Regions from separate parts of the Mus musculus genome. Here regions 1, 2 and 3 are each linked to region 4. The links are chromatin contacts, called in public promoter capture Hi-C maps. All regions are on one chromosome and are shown on one strand. Each heading gives the region's core, a stretch centred on a gene start, on an enhancer-like site or on the middle of the called end of the contact. The rest is flanking DNA. Distances are from core to core; before and after follow the strand shown. Region 1 holds the start of Sdc4 (syndecan 4). Region 2 holds the start of Wfdc2 (WAP four-disulfide core domain 2). Region 3 holds the start of Matn4 (matrilin 4). Region 4 holds the start of Ccn5 (cellular communication network factor 5).

Region 1 (3,102 bases), core at 40-2,539, 620 kb after region 4:
AATTAAACACGCTCGATTCCAAAGCCACCAGGAAGCCATCAGAGCAGAAACCAGCATGCAATGGGTTCCGTACCTAACTGCAATTGTGCTAGAGAGTGCATACACTCTCATCTCGAGCCTCCTGAACATAATCAACTATTCCCTAAATAAGCCCAGAGAAAAGGTGGCTTTCAAAAGAACATTAATGATTAAACTCCAGAGTCTCACTCCCCCTAAAACTTAGACTAACGGTACAAATGGCCCGTGCTCATGGGTCAGACCACCCTCTCCCAGGAACTGTCATGCCCTGTAAATTCCCTTGCCTCCTAAACGCCTGCTAGGACTGAGCTGATCCGGCCCTAGATCCTTGTTGACTCTGATCCTGAAAAGGAAAGGTTTCTTTAGGTTCCCTGGGATCTTTTCTCCTCTAGATCCTTCTCCGCACTCAGGTGGGTGCCTCAATTTCCCCGTGTGCGGTTTCAACCAAAACACTTCCCACAAAACAGTTGAAGCTCAATCTCTAGCCTGGAGCTGATCGGAAAGTTATCCTTTAAGTCCGCTCTGGAAAAATAAGGAACCCTACTTTTTGGACAGCCTAAAGCAGGAAGGGTCACCTCATGATATGTTCTGTAGATAGGTCAGGTGACCTTAGAAGGAGGTGATCTTGCCCCTTAAGTCAGTCGTACCAAGACTGTGGCCAGAACGAAGGCCAGGATTCAGTCTTCTCCATTCCCCAGGGTTTGTGAAACGGGGTCCTCCGCACAGCCCTAAAGTGTTCCAGCTCCCGAATACAAGCTGCCCACCCCGTCCCCAGACCATCTCAGATTCGAGCCTCCTGCTATGGACACCCAGAGGGCCACTCCGCGCGCAGCGCCAGCACTGGGATCACAAAGTAGGGGTGAGGGTGTGGGAGGAGAAAAGTTGACACCAACTTAGTCACGTCCCACCCGGGAGCCCAGAGGCCAGGCTGAGTCCAGAGCTCAGAGCAACAGGCTAGGGGTGCACGGCGCGTGGAAGAGTCTCCGGCAGCCTTCTCGAGACCCAAGAGCAAAGTTTCCTCACAAAGTTTTCCCTGTCTCGGCGTCCAGAGGGGGTTGGGGGGAGGGAGCACAGTTCGCGATGCACCCTACTCCCTCCGGATCCCGGGATTTGAGGGGACAAAGAAGGCACCCCCCAATTCTCCCCCCTCCAAGACATCCTTCAAATACATACCGACTCTCCGGGGACCAAGGGGAAGCCTCCGAGGAGCAGCAGCAGCAGCGGCGCAAGCAGGCAGGCAGGCGCCATGGCTTCAACAGCGCAAACCAGTGGCCCGGAGCGGGCGCGCAGCCCTTCTTATAGGCAGCAGCCCTGCCCCGCCCCCAGTGCTCGCCCGCACCGCCCGGAATTCCCCCGGGAAAGCTTAGGCCTGCGGGGTGCTGCGCTGGGCAAGCTGGAAACCACTGGGGTGGGACCCAACCCGCCCGGGGACCCGCCCACAGCGTGCCTGCCGGCTCCAAACTGACCTCAATCTGTAGCTCCAGGAGCTGCAGCCCATGATAGTTAACCGATCTACTGCGAGGCAGTCTGCCTAAAATCCGAGGATCACTGCTTAGCCCCCAATTTATAGCTGGGGAAACTGAGGCCCATAAACGGGGTAGGATTGACTAGGGGTCTGCTGTTTTTACCAGTCTTCAAAGCGGATGCGCTCCGCTTTGTCAGGGAGTATTCCCCAAGTGGCGCTTGAATTCGGATAGTTTTTGATTAGCAACTCTGAACCGACAACGACGAAATGGTTCAAGTTTTTCCAGGCCTGCTGTCGAAATTATTCCAACCCCAGGGCGCCAGCGCAGAAGCAGCTGGAAAGACAAAGGAACGAGCCTGCCTGTGCACTAAACAGTGTGATTTATCAACTGAAGTGTGAATTGTGTGTAATACTCACGTGTCACGAAATAGTCTTACTCTTTTGACTTGTCCTCTCAATTGACTCTCTTATTTCTCAAGGCGGCTTCTACACCGGATCCAAGAATGTTGCTTCTAACACCATCCTAACAAAGTAGGTAATGGTAAGATTCTTTAGTCCCACCCTCAGCACAGATACTGATGGAATCAATAATCGAAAAACTGAAGGACACACACACACACACACACGTGATAGGGAAGGGCTGTCATCCTGGCATTTGAGATACTGAGGCAAGGGGACAGTCGGAGTTTAAAATGAGCCAGCTGGTGTCAGTGTGAAACCCTGTCTTTAAAAAAGTAGGGGGAGGGGCATGCTAGAACCATCAATCAAAACTTTTGATCTTTGACATACCGATACATTGTTCTAAGGGTACATTTGTGCATACATAATGTGGTTTTGGAATTAGGGCATTTTGGCCTGTCTTAGGATATTCTGAATTCACATACTTTCCAAGGTAAATATGACCCCTCGCCCCTGTTCCTCTTTGAATTGCCTAAACTAACCCTAACTCACTATGTCCCAGCTCAGCACTACCTCCTCCATAAGAATACAGGCAGGGCATACTCTGTCCTGTTCTATTCCTTGGCTTTCCTTATTCTAGCCCTTAATTATTTTCTGAGAATTAAAGTCTCTTGTGGCAGAGAGCTTTGAGAGAAAAACAGTTTTCCAATACTGACCGTGGGTTTATCTTGCCCCAGACTTAACGGTGAGCAATTGTTCTCAATTATTTGAATATACTTCCCTAAAAGTTGGGCACTGAGAAAATAAATGAATCACTCTAACTAGAATAAGAAACTCTTTCTCATAAGCCGGGTGTGGTGACATGTGCCAGTAGATTTCTGAATTCAAGACCAGCCTGGTCTACACAATGAGTCAGGGCTATGTAGAGAGACCCTGTCTCAAAGGAAGGAGGATGACAAGGAGAAATCCTTTCTTATTAGGCATGGTTTTATAGGAGAGGCAGCCAGATCTCTGAGGCTGAGGACAACTTGTTCTATAGTTCAGGTTCCAGGCCAACCAGAGCTATGCAATAAGAGAGAACCTGTCTCAAAAGTAAAGAAATAAGTAAATAAATAATAGAAAGAAAACGTTTCGCAATTCAAATGGTTTCCAGTCTTTCCATGGATTTGGCTAAGTTGGCCCAGGATGGCCTTAAACTCATCCCACCCTACCTCAGTGTC
Region 2 (3,209 bases), core at 529-3,028, 740 kb after region 4:
GACATGGGGCTCAGGAACATAGAAGGTAGGCTACACTCATCAGGCTCCTTTGTAACAGTGGGCATTTATTATTTGTTGGGGACTCGTGGCTCTGTATGTGGTAGTCACACGCCAGGCCCTAGGGTTCCTATGTCAACAACTACGGAATTCACGGTTGTTCCTGGCGGGAGCATGACTTTAATCGTCATTCTTTCCCTCTCCCTGTAGCCCTGAGCATTGAACCTAGGGCCTCACACACACCAGGCAAATGCCATGTCCACTGAGACACATCCCCCACCCCTCGACCATCATTTTTACAGATGACAAAAATGGCTCTTCAAAAAGGAGAGGAGTTTCACCCAAGGTCCTTCAAATGGGAAGTGGAGGAGGTGGAACCTGGTCCCTGTCACTCCAGGACCAGCACCGGACAGCCCCCTTTTGATTACGGTAACCGGATATGGTGGTTGACATCATGTGAGGCCAGGAGCACACGATAGTAGACTCCACAAGGAGTCTACTATCAAGCAACAAAGGAAGGTTAGAAAGGGTGAGGAATTTATTATGGAAGCCTATACAAATCCAAACAGGGAGGTTCTTAGAGAAAAGTCTATTCCTGCACATGCCCAGTGTGGTGGTTTGAATATGCTTGTCCCAGGGAGTGGTACTATTTGGAGGGGTAGCCTTGTTGGAGGAAGTGTATCACTGTGGGGGTGGCCTTTCTCCCTAGCTTTCTGGAAGTTAGTCTTCTCTTAGCAGCCTTCAGATGAAGATGTAGAACTCTCAGTTCCTCCTGCACCATGCCTACCTGGATGCTGCCATGCTCCCACCCTGATGATAATGGATTGAACCTCTGAACCTGTAAGCCAGCCCCAATTAAATGTTGTCCTTATGAGAGTTGCCTTAGTCATGGTGTCTGTTCACAGCAGTAAAATGCTAAGACACCCGGTTTGCGCTGCTAAGTTTTACCTGATAATAAAGGGAAGGATATCCTGAAGTGCCAGCGTTGCATAGTCACCACCATAACACTCTCTCTGTTATGTGTCATTTGGTAGGCATCTGGAGGAAACAGAGCCTGGAGGAAGAAATGGAGATCCAAAAACTTTAGCCTGGAACTTCGGTTGGGGACAAGCCTCTGAAGTGGTCCAGCCTGTGCATCACTCTCTAGTCATAGTAGTGAAACACTCTATCCTGCCCCAATGGACTGGGGTAAGAAAAGGCAAAAGAAATGCCCGAGAGAGCTGGAAATTGCACGGGTGTTGCTCCTTCCTGGATGTGTTCCTTGTCAGCTGGCTTCCTTTGTTAATAAGTCTTATTTCTGTAGCCTCCACTACACCAGCCTCTACTAATCCTTGAACAGGGCTCTGCATGCTGTGGTTCATCTGGCCCCAATCTCAGCCATTTAATCCCCAGCATCTTTTGCCTCCTTTTGGCTCCATCACTGCAGCCTTGCCGTTTTCTCCTTAATCTTGGACTCCTGGGGAGTCAACAGACTCTTTAAAACTGATCCCAGGGAGCTTTCAGCTCTCACTGCCCTGCCTTGCCCTCAGGCCTTAGAAAGGTAGGAAGAGAGGGAGGGGTGGACAAGTGTCCGGCTGCAGCCGGCTTGGAAGCTGTCTCGGTTCCTGGTTCCCACCAGAGCCAAGAATGACACCTGATCCAGGGGGATTGTGAAATGGCGTGAGGTGGCAGGGCGCCCGCGCTGCCCGCTGTGCTTCCTACCCGCCTCCTGTACCCCTCACTCGGCCCCGCCCCCCTCCCCGCGCGAGTGCTTAAATCCCCCCCATCCTGGCTGCAGGTCACACCTGCACCATGCCTGCCTGTCGCCTCTGCTTGCTGGCCGCTGGCCTCCTACTAGGGTTGCTACTGTTCACCCCCATCTCAGCCACAGGTGAGTGCAGCCCAGAGTGCCGGAGTCTCAGAAGCCGGGGTTCTGGGACTAAGGTGAGAGGCCAGTGAATATTTAATTTTTGCAACTCTGGGGCCTACAGCTAGTTATCCTTGAAGCTTAGGGTCCGGGGAATGTACTGGGAAGGGGGGAGGGGGAATCAATGAAGGCTTAAAGTTGGAAGGGCGGGGGCTCTCTCAGCTCTGAAAGCAGAGACCTGATGAAGAGGAGCGGGAAACTCCCGGGATGGCGGAAGCTTCCAAGCAGAGGCTCAAGTCCCAGAGGACTGGGGACTTTGAAGCCAAGCATTGGGGAGTTCTCTAGTGTCAGAGACCCCTGGCTCGGGGGTGAGGCTCTCTGGGATGATATTATGGGGGCCCCTGGGCCAAAGAATCCGAAATCCTTGGGGTTGAAATTTGGGGATCTCGGAGCAGGGAGAGGATATGCGGGTGGGACTGGGCTCGGTTCTCCCTGACAAGTCTCTGCTCCCACCCACCCATCCCAAGGCACCGATGCAGAGAAACCCGGCGAGTGCCCCCAGCTTGAACCAATTACGGACTGTGTGTTGGAGTGCACTTTGGACAAGGACTGTGCGGACAACCGCAAGTGCTGCCAGGCGGGCTGCAGCTCTGTCTGCTCCAAGCCTAATGGTAGCCCCGGGGTGACCTGGCGGGGACAGGGCGGGGTTGTGAGAGGTGGGAGCGGCCCGGGTTTGGGTTTGGCGAAGAAGGGCATCCCAGATCCAGGGAGCCCGAAAAGCGGTGGAAACCCGATCCACACGTGCCTCCCTTGTCTGGCCTGGGGTAAATGCGAGGGACAAAGGCGTCACAGAGGCGCGGCCCAGGGGAAGGAGCCCCCCTCCCCCCCATTCCTGGCTGGATTCGATTCTCTGGTGCATGAAGGGCTTCCGGGCACGCACAGCGAGACTTTGTTCCGGGACCTGAGAGCAGTGGCTTCCTAGGCTGGAGTTGGAGGGCAAACCCTGGGTGGCGTCAGTGCCGGGACCCGAGCCTTAGGGACCTGTTGCCCCTTGGGGTTCTTCCCGCAGGGCCCTCAACGGTCTGGCCTAGCAAGACTCAAGATTTGTACCTGAGGGAGGGAGAAATCTTTTGCCACATCCTAAGGTTGTGGAAGTGAGCCGCCAAAATAAATGTTCTCGCACAAAGTTACACCGCCATCCTGTGGCTGGCAGAGGTTCCGTTTCTTTCTTTGACACTGGATTTTCCTCTTGTATCTTTATTTCCACAACCTTTAGGACCGAGCGAAGGAGAGCTCTCAGGGACAGATACTAAACTCTCAGAGACTGGGACTACTACTCAATCAGCGGGCCTTGACCACACTACTA
Region 3 (3,034 bases), core at 259-2,758, 580 kb after region 4:
AGACAACAGGTGAGCCCTCTCCTTCCTGTGTAGCCTAACTAGGTCCCTTGAGAACCACTAAGGGAACACACACACTGTACGGATGGAAAATGTGCTGCCCAATAAGACTACCCAGCTGGGCTCCAGGCACAGAACTAAACCTAGCTCTCACCCCCCTACACCCCACCCCTGTCTCTTCCTCCAGAGAAGCCTGGTTCCCTTGCACCTAAGAATCACTAAGCCTTTCTTCCGTTCCCCACCCCACCCCCACACGGCACACTGAGCCTGCTCTATCCATTTTTCTGTGGTTTCTTGGCAGAGCAGGCCATCGCCCCTTAACCCACGGCTGCCCCTCCCTCAACCCCCCAGTTCCTTGAATGAGCCCATTCTGAGCAAGGCCGGTGCGTGGCTCTGACTCCAGACCAGCTTCCTATCCGAGATTCTTCTCCCTTCTGGCTTTCCAGCGAGGGTAGAAGAACAAAAATCCTTCTGGCAGGGTCTGTGGTGGTAAGGTGACAAGCTAGCTAGATGTGCCAGTGGCTTGATGGTGGAGGTAGGAGGAAAGGCAAGCCTTTTCTAGAGTGGGCCAGAGCGGAGCCAGCACCCCAGGGCAAACATCTGAGTATAGCTCCACCGGGCCTTTGAAACTCAGGGTTGGCTCTTGACTAAGGGCTCCCTTAAGCTCCTCTTGGCTTAAGTCAACACGCACTTGATGTCGCTTGCACCTCAGGACTCTTAGAAAGTCAAAACAGCTGCCCTCTCAATTTCAGCTTTCCAAATCCGCTGTTCCACGGGGGGGGGGGGGGCGGTCTAGGGAGGGCAAAGAGAGTCATCATCGTTCAAAGGCTTGCTTTGAAGTAGTGGCCCATTAGAGTGAGCCCAGGTCTCCTGATAAGGATCCTTGCATTGAAGAGGAAATTTCTCGGACGCCCTTAGGATAGGGAAAGTGCATTCCCAAGGAAAGTGCGCTCCAAAGAGGTCTGAGTTCAAGAGCTAATCCGGAAAGGACACTTTGGGAAGGTGCCAGGCGTGGAGGGAGATTAGGGAAGGAGGACCTGCATTTTGTTGGCCTTGCCAGAGGGGGATCGGAAAAGGTACTGCAGGTTAGACGTGGACACGTAGGCTGTTAAGACTTGTCCCCCTACGGGTTTTACGCTGGCTTCCCTGCAGACCCCTCGTTGCCCCCGGGCCCTTTGACTCACCTGAGCCTGCCGGACAGCTCAGAGGTGCGGCTACAGAGCGACGGGCCCAGCCTCCTGGGGAGTTGGACCAGGTAACGGCGGCGGCGTGGGCAGGTTGCCCTAAGTGGGGAATGCCAGACAGCCAGGGCGAGCCCAAGCGGCAGCTGCATTTAACCTGGAGCGGGAGGGTGGGGAGGGGGAGCGCGGGCTGCGACCCCTCCCACTGGCAGGAGCGTTCTCCCCCTTCCTCTCAACACTCGGGCCCCAGCAAGCACGGCGCCCCTTTTTCCTGCTGCTCTGGGAGCTGCAGGCGCGAGCTGCGGGCCGGAATTGGGCTACAGCTGGAGTCGGGCGGCGACACTCCGGGCAGCCGGAATGCTCTGGAATCCTACACGAGACACTTCCCAGAGGAGAGCCCCAAGAGGCGGAGCGGTCCTGACCGCCGCCTGCCTGGCCTGCCTGGGCTTCCAAGGACGCGCCCGACTCTTGCCCTCCTCTGTCCCTTCCTGGAGTGATGAAAGGCCGAGACTTGGTCCTGCCGTAAAGGTAAAAGGACTCAAAAGGACAGCCTTGGAGTTCCCAGCTCTCTTCAGGGCCCAACTTGCTCATTTCCCAAATAAAGACTCACCACAGACTCTTTTTCATGTGCTCCTTTTAATTGCGCAGGCTTTGAGAGAACCCATCCTCATTTGTCAAACTCTCGGACTGATAAGCAACAGACCCCAGAGAGCTGACCCGTGCTACACTCAAAGAAAAGAAAACCCCCGTAGCATTAAGCCAAGGGTGTTGTTTGGGCATCAGAAAGACTCAGATCCGCCGCCTCCCCCCCACCCCAATCCTGGTAATGCAGTTTGGAGCCTTGGTCACATTTTCACCGGTGCATGTGCCTGCTCGAATTGAGGTTGTGCTCCGGACCTGGAGCTGGCAAAGGCTGTTTCCCCTTATGAGTTGAAAGCTTAATTACTATTTCCACAAAGCCCACCTCCATCTGAGAACCAAATGTAGGGTTTTAAACACAGCTATTCCACTTGGCCCCAGACTACAACAGCCGGGAAGCCACCCACACAGTGTAGCACCTGGGTGATCCTGGTGAGGTCTGTGCAGGGTTCTTGGAACACAAATATTTAGCTCATTTCCCAAGTCCTTCTTCCCCCAGATCCCTTGGAGGACATAAATCAACCCCATCTCCAACTTCAGCTCACTCAGCTTCAGGGGTGGGCTTTGTGCCAACTCAACCCTTGACTCTCCTTCCTGTGGCCCCGTGGGCCCAACCCCCATTCCTAGGTCACCCCCAGAGCATGCCATCATCCTAAGAGAAGGTGTGCGCACATGCCTGCAGCAAAGATGTGAGCAGACTGTGTGGATCCTGCATGCCAAGGTGGCTCAGAAATCCTATGGAAATGAGAAGCGGTAGGTGGCTCCCTACCCCGACCCAGGTCTCCACAGCCTTCAGCCCTATGCCTCCCTCCAAACCCACCACCATTTAGCTTCTTTGACATCTTGGAGGCCTCAAGGCTGACACCTCAGCCATTGTTCAGCCAGGGTCCTGTTCCCCAGCCAACAACAGCTGCCTACTGGGATCTAGAGCAGAACTTGACAGTGGCTGTCAGATCCCCACATCCCCGACCAGTATCCATTCATTCTGCTGCGTACTACATGTCACGCACCAGGGTCACTGCTGGGCACTAAGCCTCCAGCTGGACCAGGCAGATACAGCCTCTACTTCCATGGCATCTCCATTCTGGTAGGGGACATGCAGTCACCTCCCCACAAGCCAGCAAACAAGGTATTTCAGATTGTGATGAGAGCCAGAGAAAAACAGAGTGGAGTCACATAGTAGACCAAAGGGGATACCTTAGCTTGAAAGGTCAAGG
Region 4 (3,269 bases), core at 80-2,579:
TGCGTGTGGCATAGTCTAGTCTCGATAAACATAGAAAGGATCAAGCAGGGAACTACAGACAGCAAGGACCCAAGGTGGCCATGCCATTTCTCCCTCAGGCCCTCAGGTCATATAGACTTATTTGCTAGATATTTGTCTTCTACCCACAGTGGTAGGCAGAGTCTGTATGTGACTCGGAGGGAGCATATAGCCTCCAGGTTTGTTTTCTTTTGAGATAGGGGCTTGCTTTGTAGCCCAGGCTAGCCCCCTGTGATCTGGGCTCATGGGTGTGTTGCACTGTAACTGGTGGAGGTGTTGGGAGCCACAGCCTTCTCTAAGCACCTAAGACCCTGTTTCTGACTTTATCCCAGAATCAACCGCCCCCCCCCCAAGATGTCCCGCCTTCTATTTCCTGCCTCAGCTCATTGGCCAATCAGCCTTTTATTGACAGATGATGCTTCTACATATAACACAGCAGATGTCTCTACACCCTGATTTTTTTTAAAAAGATTTATTTATTTAAGTATTTTATGTATATGGGTACACTGTTGCAGTCTTCAGACACACCAGAAGAGGGCATCGGATTCCATTACAGATGGTTGTGAGCCACCATGTGGTTGCTAGGAATTGAACTCGGGATCTCTGGAAGAGCAGTCAGTGCTCTTAACCACTGAGCCATCTCTCCAGCCCTACACCCTGATCTTTAAATCCCATGTCCTTCTACCCAACACTCGTTGATAGGACCTTAGGGACATCCCCTGTACCCAATGGATACAGTTGGTGATGTGAATCCTGTGTTTTATTCTCTGCGTATTCCTGCCCAGTCCAGTGCCCAGGAAGCCACATGCCCACTAGATACCTTCTGTACTGAGTATGCCAGGCTACTATGTTAGGTCCCTCCTCCAGACATTTGATCATGCTGTTCCCTCTGGAACATTCTACCGCAGAGCCTTGTTAGCTTTCAGAATTGGCATCTCCCTCAGAAGTTGTATCTCACTCTTTGTCTGAACAAGGGAGGGGGTCCTTACACTTTTCATTACTACCCCATGCCCCAGGCTCTGGTCCCCAGGTCTGTGCTGTGTCTCCAGGTCTGCAGAACCCCTCAGAGCTGGTAGAATCCAACAAAGACAATTTTGCTCAGTCAGATCAGCAGAGACCAGCAAGTGCCAGCACACAGTAGGCTCAGTCTGCTTAGGCTTGGCCACCCTAGGCCACCTTCAGAGCCCAGGAGGATAGGGAGGCTCTTGGTTGCCAAGAGCAGACAGGCTGCCAGGGAAGCTCTGCTCTGGGTCACACCCACCTCTGGGTGGCTGCCAGTCTCCCTGCCAGAAACCACAGGCTGGGTCTGGGCTGCCCAGAGCTTGAGCTTCAGGGCTCAGGACACCGTGGGTCAGATCTGCAGAGCATTTGACAGACGCTCCTGATCTCCAGAGGACCCCGGGCTGGGACAGGGGCCTTGGCGAGGCTGCAGCTGCTGTGGCAGTAGCTTGGGATGGAGGTCTTTCTTGCTGGGAACTGAGGAGCTGAGAGGCTCCTGTCAGGCTCCTGTCCTAAACTCTTGGCACTTGCGGTGGCTTGGGCTTCACACACTGTCAGACACCTTCTTGGTGGCCTCCTCGGCCTCAGGTAACTGGGCTTATTCCTGGGACTATGGAAACCGGTGTAAGGACTATAAATGTGTGTGTGTGTGTGTGTGTGTGTGTCTGTCTGTCTGTCTGTCTGTCGTTTTCTCTTTCTCTGTATGCACCTAGAAGGAACCTCATTCCCTCCAGAACATAAAAAAAGACTCGGGTCTTGCTTCCCAGGTTTGAAGCTGGCTCCACAAGGGACACGGTGACATGAGGGGCAACCCACTGATCCATCTTCTGGCCATTTCCTTCCTCTGCATTCTCTCAATGGTAAGGCATCCTGGTCTTGAATGACAGCAGAATTCTGGGTGGTGGGACAGATATATGGTCACAACTTAGAACTCTTGGAAAGACCCTATACTGGATACAGTCTGGTCTCTGTGCCCAGGCTTGCTTCCCTCTCTGGGCATGCAAGTTCGGCTGTGTGACCTCAGACAAGTGTCCTACCCTTTCTGAGCTTCAGCCTCAGTTGAATGGGTACAATGTTCATGAAGCTTCTGGGGAGACCACTAAGGAGAACTGCATCCACAGAAGATAGCATAGGTCCTGGACCTAGATGAGTGTCTAAAAGAGGACAGTGGGATCCTCCAGTGTCATAGAAACTAAAACAAATGTGAGTGCTGTGTAGCTCTGAACCAGGACAGAGGTTGATGCTGGGGTCTGATTGCAAAGTACAGTCCATGAGGGTACAACATGCTAGCCCTCAGGCAGTCAGTGACCTCTGGCCCTGGTCAGAGAGAGCAGGAGACATCTCTGTGGCAAATGTCCTTGTCCCTTGGTTCACATTGGGCATCTTTTAATTGGCTTGTGAGTAGTTCCGTTTGCACATTTATAACAGTCTTATAACAAATTGTCCTGTTTTGATCAAAGGAGACTCAGAGAGGGTAAGCAATGTGCCCAAAGCCACACAGCAAAGAAAAAGAACAATAGAAGAGTTGCATGGTGGAGCCTGGGGCAGACATAGGTGTGTCTGGAGGAAACCCTAGTCTGTGTCTCTCTACCCTAACCTGAGCAATACCTCACACTAAATGTTAAGTTCCCAGTATCACCGAGTTAAGGCCTTGAGCCAATGCAGTGTTGAGTATAAACATCTCCCTCCCTGGGACCAACTGGCTTCCAGTCTTGAAAGGTGTTGAGCAGAACATGGTGCTGGAGAGGGTAGCTTGGGTGGTCTCCTGGGCCCCGGGAGGGGAGGGTTCTGAAGGGCTGAGGAAGAGCTGCCCTAGATTGGCCACTGGTGTGACATTTATGAAGCCATTCTTTCCTGGTCCTGGGAAGTTGATTGGCATCTGGGATGTAGTCATGGAGAGGACCTGAGGCCACAGCCTTCCCGGGGGATGGAATTCTGGATCTTCCAGGCAGGCTGTGGGCTCCAGGCTCTGGACTGGGGCAGGAGGAAGGAACCTGGAAACAGCGAAGCGATGTTGATCAGGGTCTGACAGCGACCAGAGACTTAGTTACTTAGTCTGGGGAGACCAAAGCAAGTGAGACAGCTTGAATATGGGGACAGAATGGCTAGCAAAGGTGGAGGAGAGGAGGATGCCAGAGGGGCTGCTGCTTCCATAGGCTAAGCAAGAGCACCTGCCCTGCCTACTTACTGTCCTTGAACTGAGGACAGAGGCTGAGGCTGAGGTTCAGGTGCTAACGGAGTCCCTGGGGGAA

Evidence for each region. Promoter capture Hi-C pulls out the DNA fragments that hold promoters and counts their contacts.
Region 1: a promoter capture Hi-C map of the 3T3-L1 cell line shows a contact between it and region 4, with 3 times the contacts expected there. The contact joins the promoter of Sdc4 here to the promoter of Ccn5 in region 4. A contact is called at or near these places in 2 of 39 promoter capture datasets (the 3T3-L1 cell line and cranial neural crest).
Region 2: a contact with region 4 is called in a promoter capture Hi-C map of liver, with 2.6 times the contacts expected there. The contact joins the promoter of Wfdc2 here to the promoter of Ccn5 in region 4. A contact is called at or near these places in 2 of 39 promoter capture datasets (the C10 cell line and liver).
Region 3: a promoter capture Hi-C map of liver shows a contact between it and region 4, with 2.1 times the contacts expected there. The contact joins the promoter of Matn4 here to the promoter of Ccn5 in region 4. A contact is called at or near these places in 2 of 39 promoter capture datasets (the HPC-7 cell line and liver), 1 of 115 datasets of contacts at active chromatin or transcription factors (pancreatic cancer cells) and 1 of 9 other capture datasets (embryonic stem cells).

What each region holds. Positions count from the first base shown.
Region 1 is chr2:164,441,899-164,445,000 of GRCm38.p6, forward strand. It overlaps Sdc4 (syndecan 4), which reads right to left and starts at 1,290. Exons shown (of 5, transcript NM_011521.2): 1 at 1,192-1,290. The coding sequence starts at 1,266.
Region 2 is chr2:164,560,938-164,564,146 of GRCm38.p6, forward strand. It overlaps Wfdc2 (WAP four-disulfide core domain 2), which reads left to right and starts at 1,779. Exons shown (of 5, transcript NM_026323.2): 1 at 1,779-1,867; 2 at 2,371-2,514; 3 at 3,120-3,209. The coding sequence starts at 1,789.
Region 3 is chr2:164,403,310-164,406,343 of GRCm38.p6, forward strand. It overlaps Matn4 (matrilin 4), which reads right to left and starts at 1,509. Exons shown (of 11, transcript NM_013592.4): 1 at 1,182-1,509. It overlaps Rbpjl (recombination signal binding protein for immunoglobulin kappa J region-like), which reads left to right. Exons shown (of 12, transcript NM_009036.1): 1 at 1-9; 2 at 1,150-1,252; 3 at 2,445-2,570.
Region 4 is chr2:163,819,505-163,822,773 of GRCm38.p6, forward strand. It overlaps Ccn5 (cellular communication network factor 5), which reads left to right and starts at 1,330. Exons shown (of 5, transcript NM_016873.2): 1 at 1,330-1,605; 2 at 1,785-1,877. The coding sequence starts at 1,818.